Regions from separate parts of the Rattus norvegicus genome. Here region 2 is linked to region 1. The links are chromatin contacts, called in public Hi-C maps. All regions are on one chromosome and are shown on one strand. The core of a region is the stretch at or near the end of the contact, and the rest is flanking DNA. Distances in the headings are between cores, read along the strand shown. Region 1 overlaps Astn1 (astrotactin 1). Region 2 overlaps Astn1 (astrotactin 1).

Region 1 (4,639 bases), core at 889-3,388:
TAAATTCCTATATGCCCCACTTTTCTTGGTTGAGAGGTGTGTTTTAATGGTGTTTATAAAAATAAAAAATCTAAAGCCTTCTAAATTTAAGGCAATAAGACTGATTAAATGAGTTATGGTACAGATGTACAGTATAACAGCAAACGACCATTAAAACGCTACTGAGCATTTGGATTACGGAAAAAATCTTATGATAGAGTATTAAGGAAACCAATTCAGGAAAACTCAACTAGACTTCCTATGCTTCCAGGAAACCTCTTAAAAATTATGCATAGACTAATAATGGAAAGAAAGGACATAAAGAATTTTAAAGCAATTTATCTACGAGACAGAAATATAGATGATTATCATTTTCTTCTACACTATGTTTTATACTAAACATGAATTAATTTTGCAATCAAAAATAGATAGTCACAGTAGCTAGAGAATGACAAAATGGACTATGGAAGTTATTCCAAACTGACCTTTCCAGAGTAAGGCTGTGGTTAAGATTCTACCCAGGCTTTGGCCAGACTATTGCCTGTTCGTATGTTCGATGACTTAACCACATGTTGCTATGCATGCAAGTCCTACGCTTGAGATGAAAAAGGGACAGCGGAATTGGGAGAGATGGTCTGAATCTCAAGAGAATGATTGCAAAAGGCATGCGCTCTCTCTGACAGTTACCCGCTGCCCGGTGCTCCCGCCTACCAGTTTCGGGGTCACATTGGTGTTCACAAGGGTCCAGGAGCCGTCGGGCACAGAGGTCCATGGCCCAGGGCCCACTGGAGTTCTGCTGAGAGAAGAGAACCACTTGGGCAGGGTTCAGCCAGTCACTGGCATCCAGCTGGCTCCCCTCCAGCAGGATGAAGCGGCTCCCTACAGGGTGACAGAGAAGAAACACATCTGCAGGGGCACACACAATACATGGGCACATGTCACCAGAGGCAGGGCACATCCTAATTCAGGATCGTTACTTCCACCAATCCTAGCCTACCATTAGTATCAGCACAAGGGAATGGCAGATGGAGGTCCTGCAGTCATATTGACTGCTGTGAGGCCAGGGACCTTAACCCTTCCAGCCGTATCATCGCCTACTGCCCTGCCTCACCTTATATTGCAGGAGTGTTCCTACGGGAAAGAGGACAGAGTGGCTCTGTGGTGGCCATGGCATGGCTCCATCAGACCCAGCCACAAGGCATTGGCACTGATCCAGGTCACGAGGATGCGCTGCCTCTGTTCGCCTCCTGTGAAATAGCACGTTTGCTAACACTGTGAACACGCCCCACCTGTTTCCAGCCTTGCAGCAACAGAGAGACTAGATATTAACAAATCAATTAGATGCTGTGGCCCTAAATGATTCAGGGACTCTCAGAATCTATAGTAGTCCCTTATCATTTTGGGGTCCCCCCGCATGAAGGTAAGTTATTACTTTCGAGGTCTAGGTTTATAGCGAGTTAATACAGTTAATATTCTATCACTGGAACAACACAAGCGAAAGTATGGCCGATCCTAAAACACCTCTAGTGCTCCTTCCTCAAATGGTAAAAGACCATGATGCCTACACAGGTATAGCCACTGTGCTTTGCATTTCTCTACAAATAGGAGATTATCTACAGAGAATGTGCATAGAGTATTGGAGATGACCTATTAAGTTTTTCATCTGCTCAAGTTCTGAGATGATCTGTATACAACCTAGCCATAACCTCTATCTTATGGCTTGGGATGTATCCCTCCTCCCCACCATCGTGATCCTTGGTTTCTCCATCTTTTGCTCAGCTTGAAAACCACCAACTACTGAAGCAGCAGTTCCATCCTTGGCAGGATGAACTCACCATCAGCAATCAAGTGCTCGGGGACGTGTAGGGTGATTTTGACAACCAGAGGGCAGCTGACGTGAGAAGAGCACACAAGGCCAATCACACAGCTGGTGACACTGATCAGCGTCAAGGTGGTCTTATTCACAGGACTTCGGGGAGAGCCCACTGAAAGCAAGACAAAAGCAAACAAGACATAGTGGTAAAGATACAGGCACTGGCCATTTGACTCGGCCCTCTGCTGGTAAACAGTCAGCAGTGGTGAGCTGAGGGCAGACTCTCCCCAGTTTGACCGGGTCAGGTTTATGAGAGGCCACGAGGGGGCATTACTCCCTCTGCCTCCCTAGTTGAGTTCAAAACTCTTGGAGGCAAAGCTGTTTCAGCCCTATAGTACAGTCCCATTACTGTTCATAGAGGGAGCTGTAAGGACATGCTCTCGCAGTGTAAACCTGGGCTTCTGGGGACCTTCTCCCCTGCAGGAGCTTGCCCTTGTTTTATGGGTGAGCAAATGATGCTGTCACACCAGAATCCTCCTCTCAGCCCAGACAAAACTGGAGAGAATGGTAAAGCAAAAGCTTGCCTTGCTCATCTAGAGGGCTTAATTTTCTGCTGCTTTTGGATGAAGAGGTGGTAAGCAGAGGGAACTTTTGCTGGAGGCAGGATACATGTGGGCGGGTGAGAAAGCGAGACAACAAAACGTAGAGTTCTCCTGGAAATTTCTTACTTATGTTAATATTTGTTATGGATAGCAACATAAGTTCCATTGTGGAGGACACTGTGCTAAGCATTCCCATACATTGCTTCATTTTAAATATTTGTCTCCTCATAATATACCTAGGAGCCTGCCCAGTGGTTATCTACTTTGTAGAAGAGGAAAAGAAGTCTCAAAGAGATGGCCTTAATTGTGACTGCTCACACTGATGAAGTGGTCGTTACGTACCAGGGACCTGTGCTCAGAGGTCACTGATCGTTCACATCACTGAATAACAATTGAGGCAAGTAGCTGTCATGAGAGGCTGCAGGGTATGACTAGAACCGAGCAGCTATAAAGATTTGAGCTTTGGGAACCGCTGATCTCAGGAAACACTGAGATGAGTTTGGGGCCCAGGATCACCCATCCATCAGTGTGCAGGGTCTCCCAAGGGGCTGTAGAGAGAATTGGGAGAAAGAAGAGATGCAGAGGTTGCCAGTAACCTCTGGTTCTTTCAAGTTGGAGATACACTATTCATACCAGTATCTTTACAGCATGTGTCAATCCTGAGCTTCCCCTGAGAAAAACTAATTCCCCCATCTGGGGACAAATTTGAAGCAAACTTTATTAAACATTAAATACTGACCTAGAGATAGACTTTGTTCAGGACCGTTCGCTAGAATTTCCCAGCTGAATGACCCTAGACCAGTACTGCAGAAGTGAACCTATAGGCAGAGGTACTTTCCCACAAGGCTTTGTTATTTTTTAAGAACTACAACTCTCAGCATTCTAGGAAGCTACCTGGTCCTGGGGAAAGATAACGCTTTCAGATTAATTTTGGACATTAAACACGGAGTCCATTTCCTCATATTTAATGATCAACCCATCCCAGTCGCAGTAGCAAATCCACAAACAGAACCTCCTCCAGCACTAAAATATCACACACTGCAAACTATACCTGCCCTCTTTCTCAAACCCAGCTTCCCTTCTGATCTCCATTCTCATCTGATGGCTTCTCAACTCACACAACTGCATTTGGTCCAACTCTCTCCCCGTTTGCTCCCGGGGCACACTTTCTTTGACCCACCCTTTGAATAGAAGGTGTGTTATTTAAGTTTTCACCTTCATTCTCTCATCTTACATTAGGACTCAGGCAGTACCTGTCTCACTCCCACAGACATGCCCCCTGGCTGTCAGCTAGCATCTGCACCGCCTCAAGAGGAGAGAGACCTCCACATAGCACAACTGACTAGCTAACTCAGCAGACTCAAGACCTGTACAGTCACGGCCATGTTCTTCCTGGATTCTGCTGATCTTTTGGCTTTCCTTCCTGAACAATCCACAAACATGCACCAGAGACTTTACTGAAGGAAACTATGTTTCAGTTTTCTCACTAGACCATTCTTTCCATGCCAGTGACTTTGCACAGATTATCTCCTCCTCCACAGAAGGCCATTTTGTCACCTTGTCATCCTGGTCAACACCTACGCTTCAACAACAGCTTCCTGAAAACACTTCCCTGAAACCCTTAAGAACAGATTCTCACTCTTCCTTGTTCTTCTAGCCCTCAGTGCACCCTGCTGTTACAGCTCTTATCACACGATGTCATCACTGTTTGCAGGCACTTGCCACTGCCCTCCTGTGATTGCAATAACTTGCAACTGATATTTTTGTCCCTTTCCTCTACGTGCACTGTCAACCCACAATCTTGCATCCTCTCCTGCCTTCACATTTTCCAGTGGTTGGCTACTTGTTTACAGGAGCAAGTGCAATGGTAACGGCAGGTTTGAGCTCTTCGTAGTTGGCTTATTCTCTTCCGTCATCCTTCCCTTCCCTATGTTTGTTTATATCCTGTCTAGAGCTACAGGCTCACTTCCTTGACAACCACATTGCTTGGAGTCCTCAGTGTTTTTTTATGTACTACATTCCTCTACTGAAATGTTCTCATCTAAGAATTCTTTTTCCAGACATTCCATACGTTGCCTATGTTTCAGTGCTAAGTCTTCTTTATGGCCTCCTATTGCTGCCACGGAGAAATTAAGTGTTATCGCTTCTGAGTGCTTGTTTTGTTTATTTACATTGTTAAATAAAGCCTTATCATTGTGCCACGTTTTCATGTTTCCACTACCTATCATAGAGGCTAACCCATAGA
Region 2 (4,639 bases), core at 1,515-4,014, 130 kb before region 1:
CCTGCCACTGGCTTGCTGTGTGGAGAAAGGTCTCTATGCCTTCCAGAACCAAGTATCTCAACCCTCTTACCCTCTGGGTCTGGTTATTGGTCACAAGTTCATAGATGGGGGATGCTCTGGTCACTTCCAGCAGAACCGGCTCAGCAGGAGTTTCAGGGCTGGATGTCACATGACACAAAGGACAGGATGAGGGACACCGTCCCTTGCTCTGGCACTCCATCCGGACTCCAGCTGCCATACGCTTGGTGCCAGAGTCTGACAGGCTAGCGATGTATTCTGGGAATGTCAGCACCTTGGGATCCCTTTCCCGTTCTTCTGACTCATCAGATGGGGAGTTGCCTGCCAGACAGGAGAAAAAGAAACAGTGATGGGGGGCAAGATAGCAAGGACTGCCATGACTTGGTGGCTCCTGAGTTCTGAGGTCTAACCTTGAGAAGTTGGAAAGTGTCACTAAGGGAGTAAGACTGTGACTCTGTCATTCTACTTAATTAGGGGCAAGCATCTTCCCGGTGACATACAGAGTTGGAAATAGCCTTTCAAATATAACAGGTTGTTTCTCTTCTGAGAATCATTGACTCCACTCATGCACTCAGAGGGATGTGTCTGCAGTAAGTCTGTTTCCCAGAAAGCAGATGATAGCAACAGTGACCGCTCTATGCCTTGGCTTCTTCATAGCTCCCACCTCTAGTGTTATCAAATGAATGCATAAAAAAATGGTTTGAAGACACACATATGGTTTCTAACATGCAGGAAGCACTCAGCAACACAATCTTGGTCATAATTACAGCTGAGGTTTATGGAGCCTTCCTATGGCATTGGGGTTGACTCAAGATCTCCTTCAGCCATTACATAACCATTGCCAACAGTCTACCATTCTACCCATTTCTACATATCAAGAAAGGGCAATATCATCAAGGTCCCAAAGATAGTGGATTGTGAAACTTGGTATTTGAAACCAATGCTGAGTCCAAAGTGTTTAAGTCATACAGCAAGACCAGCATTGCTTGTCTGTATAAATAACTCACGTGTTGAGAATGCAGAGGAAAGTTTGGCTTTTTCAAAAAGATTTTTCTTTTCACTGTTGTTTGCCACTTAGGAGTTAGCTACACAAATTCTTGATCTATTTTCAGTGACAAACATGAGAAGAGCCTACTAGAGAATAATGGTTTGTTCCCCACACAAGAAAGCACCATTTGCTCTCTCTTCCTTCAGCCCTCCTGTTTTTCCATTTTACTCATTAGCTGTAAAGGACTCTGTGGACAGAACCCTCCAGATTCTCAAGCTATTTTCTGACAGTTGGTGTCCCAAGCAGGAAATGATTTTGGAGAGACTTCTGTGCCTTCGGAGGTGGTGGGTACACAGAATGTTCCGGTCTCCAGTGGGTGCGCTAAGAATGCCATACTTGATGGGATGCAGTGTGAACTGGTTGAAAGGCCTTGCAAAGTGGTTCCGGGAGGTGATTGGGAGATACGACTCACTGACTTAGAAAAGCAAATGTTCACTCCTCTGGGGTATGGGGAGCACACTCTAAGCCCTCTCTTACTTGCTGTGTAATGTGGGTCCATGTGGTGAGGTTCTCACTGTTCTGGATTCCCAAATAAAGAGCATTATGTGAATGAGACACGGCCAATCCTGACAGGTGCCATCTCTTGTGTCTGAAGGCACAGGATACACTCAGTGACTACGGGAGTCAGTCTATTTAACATTTATATTTACTGAATCATAGATTCAGGATTGCATTCCAGTCCCTCCTGGATTGTAGGAAAACTAGACAATGCTGCTCGCGCACGCACACACACGCGCGTGCGCGCACACACACACACACACACACACACACACACACACACACACACACACACACTAAAAGTCAAAGATTATGACATCAAACAGAGCCCAGACTAACCAACCTCAAATCACTTCACCCACAGGTTCATCTTTATAATTATTTAGGCTTCTGCATCTCAGCCATGGTTCTGAACTTTACCTTATGCTGAGAATGGATTGCTAGCAGTATTTGAAAAGCCCATAGACTAGCCAAGGCTTTCTATACCCCATTTTTGATCTAATTTCTTGACTTCTTCAGACTGCTGAGTGACTGGTTAAATAGGTGGAGGCAGAGTGATCTTTGGGCAGTATCTGGTGTCTGTGCAGTCTTCTTGAGGTTGGGAGCCTTTTTCTCTTTGGCTCTAATCACATTATCGCCAGAGACATTTCTGTAGGGAGCCACAGCCCTCCTTTGTTGAGACTCCATTCTGAACACTTGCGTATCTACAATATGACCACTAGATGGTGGTAGTTGATCGAAAATGACAATATTCCATGCCGTGAGACCAGGCTAGAGAAAATAAATTTTCAGGATTCTAAGGATTATGTGGTGTCTCGATATTCTAATGGCTCTTTTTTCCTAATATACAATAAAAACTAAAAAGCAAAACAATTACAAATTATGTACCTCATACCTCTATGAGGAAAATATGAAAACCAGGCGACAATGACAGAATAATTGAAAGAAAGCTCACAGGAGAGTTTTAAAAGAATCCTCCCCCAATATCCTTAATTTTGAGTAAAAGTTACTTCAAATGTGAAGTAATAGGCCAACATGTTTTTCTCTTACCTTTCAACAAACTTTCCTAGGTCGCTATCTAGATGAATTGTACTGAAATATACCACCAGAGGGCACTGTAACGTGAGTGCTGTGTGGCGTTAACGTTCCTGCCCTCCAGCTGGCCATCATTAAAGCTTGTAATTGCTGTGAACAAGAGGGGCTGCTCCCCTTGTTGCTGTCTTCTGGCAATGCCAATTAAAATCAAGATGCAGTTAATCCCTGTCAATACCCATCCACCCTACATTCTTGGCAAGATTAAAGAGTACAGAAGGATGGCTGAGGAAAGCATATAGCCGGAAGTGATAGGTGTTCCAAATGCTCCTGCTTGCTTTTATCTTCCGGACCTTATTCTTCCCCATATCGGGTCTACATATCAGGTCCCTGCTGGAGGCCAAGGCCAAGGCCATATACCTAGCTAACACCATGCTCACATGAGATGGAACTATCTAGAAAGAGGCTGGATTTATACAGAGCAATGAACAGTGAGCTCCCCAAAGCCATCTATTCAGTCTCCAGCCAAGAATAGACATGGGCACGAGAGAGATTTTTCAAAGAGAAAATCCATTTTCTATGCGCAGCTAAAGATACAATTGGGAAATGGTCCTTAAAGTGATGGGGTCCATCGCTGAAGGCCCACATAAATCTCCCTTACCCCAAAGACAGTGCCACCATTTGCTGCATGGGAATGAATAACTCAGATCCAAAACTCTTCAGGAGAGTCTGCTGTCTGCTGGTGAAAAGGTGGGAAGAGGGAAAGCCACTTTATCTCCTATGACCCAGTGGTCTCCTCTTTGTATTGGCTACTCCTATTGCAGTCCTTGAAACTTTTCACCATCCTATGGCACCTACGTAAAGATGCTCCTGGAATCTGAAACACCGTGATGCTTCGAGAGTACATATCTACTTCAGTAGATACACGGTCTTTGAACAAAAGAAATAATCTATAGTTAAGGTCTTGAAAGATGATGACCGGCAAGTGTGTCAGCTGATAAAAACCAAACAAACAAAAACCAAACCAAAACAAAACAAAACAACACACTCGTGGTCCTCACCACTGGTTTTGCAGAATCCACACTTTTGTTCTCAGGGAGGTCTTCCTGTCTGGCTGTGACACTTAGCTTTCTTACAAGTGGAGGAATATTCAACCTGGAATGTAGCTAACTACCGTAAAGCTGCAAAGCACTTTGCAAAAACAGTTTGCTATAAATAAGTGCCATTTGCTTTAGGCTAAATCTGTATCCTCCAGCACATAGTGGATGAGTTTCCCCAATAGAATACCATGGTATGAGAATACTGCCATCCTTAATGCTCAGAATCTCATTGTATGTGTGTGTGCCCATGGCCTTAGGCATGGACATATTGACCCACCTCAATTCAGGGGCATATTACAATGAAGAGAGTGACCCAGCCATTCTCATGCAGGCTCTGCTCTGCCTGTGTGAACTCACAGGTCACAAAGGTGAATTACTTGTTGTGAAGTAAATTGGTACAATTCCTGTAGGATTCTGAGAACTGCTTAAAAATCTCTCTCCTGAGCTGGTGCCTGAGGCAACGAGATGCAAATGACATCACAGCTAGGACTACACAGGCAGTTCATTAGGCAGCAAAGAAATCAAATGCAAACTAATCAGATCACAGCTTTGGGGGATAGCTTCAGATGCTCGCTAAGAAAGGTTGACATGGGCCAATGAACTACAGATCGACAAGATGTACTGGAAGACTGCCCACCCACAGCCAGTACCCAACCTTTACCCGATCGACTGTGTGAGCCATGATTCCAAGTGATCCAAGCCACGATTCTGACGCGCATCGCCCTCATCTCAGGTCTTCCAAGTAGAGGAACCCAACCTGGCATGTCATTAACAACCCTAAAATAGGTTCCAGTCAGTCTCTTCAAGTGGTTAATATCTTTGAAAATAGTTTTGAGGTCTGTTGGGACTTGAACTGAAACTTGACTTATGCCATGAGCACCTATTCTCTGAGATTCCAATCTTACCTACGAAGGACATACACTGAGCACTTACTAGGGTGCCA

The links. Hi-C and Micro-C count contacts between places; a contact is called where the count stands out from the background.
Region 2: a contact with region 1 is called in a Hi-C map of frontal cortex, with 5 times the contacts expected there. The contact joins two enhancer-like sites. A contact is called at or near these places in 4 of 12 Hi-C or Micro-C datasets (the A7r5 cell line, Schwann cells, frontal cortex and 1 more).

The regions. Positions count from the first base shown.
Region 1 is chr13:73,217,985-73,222,623 of GRCr8, reverse strand. It overlaps Astn1 (astrotactin 1), which reads right to left. Exons shown (of 23, transcript NM_001170603.2): 6 at 1,815-1,964; 7 at 691-858. Among named protein-coding and RNA genes, the nearest start is that of Mir488, 3.8 kb to the right of the region's middle. Within about 2 kb of position 2,138, at least 7 of the 93 cell types and tissues checked have an H3K27ac peak or open chromatin away from gene starts, as enhancers often do.
Region 2 is chr13:73,349,681-73,354,319 of GRCr8, reverse strand. It overlaps Astn1 (astrotactin 1), which reads right to left. Exons shown (of 23, transcript NM_001170603.2): 17 at 71-339. Among named protein-coding and RNA genes, the nearest start is that of Mir488, 140 kb to the right of the region's middle. Within about 2 kb of position 2,764, at least 4 of the 93 cell types and tissues checked have an H3K27ac peak or open chromatin away from gene starts, as enhancers often do.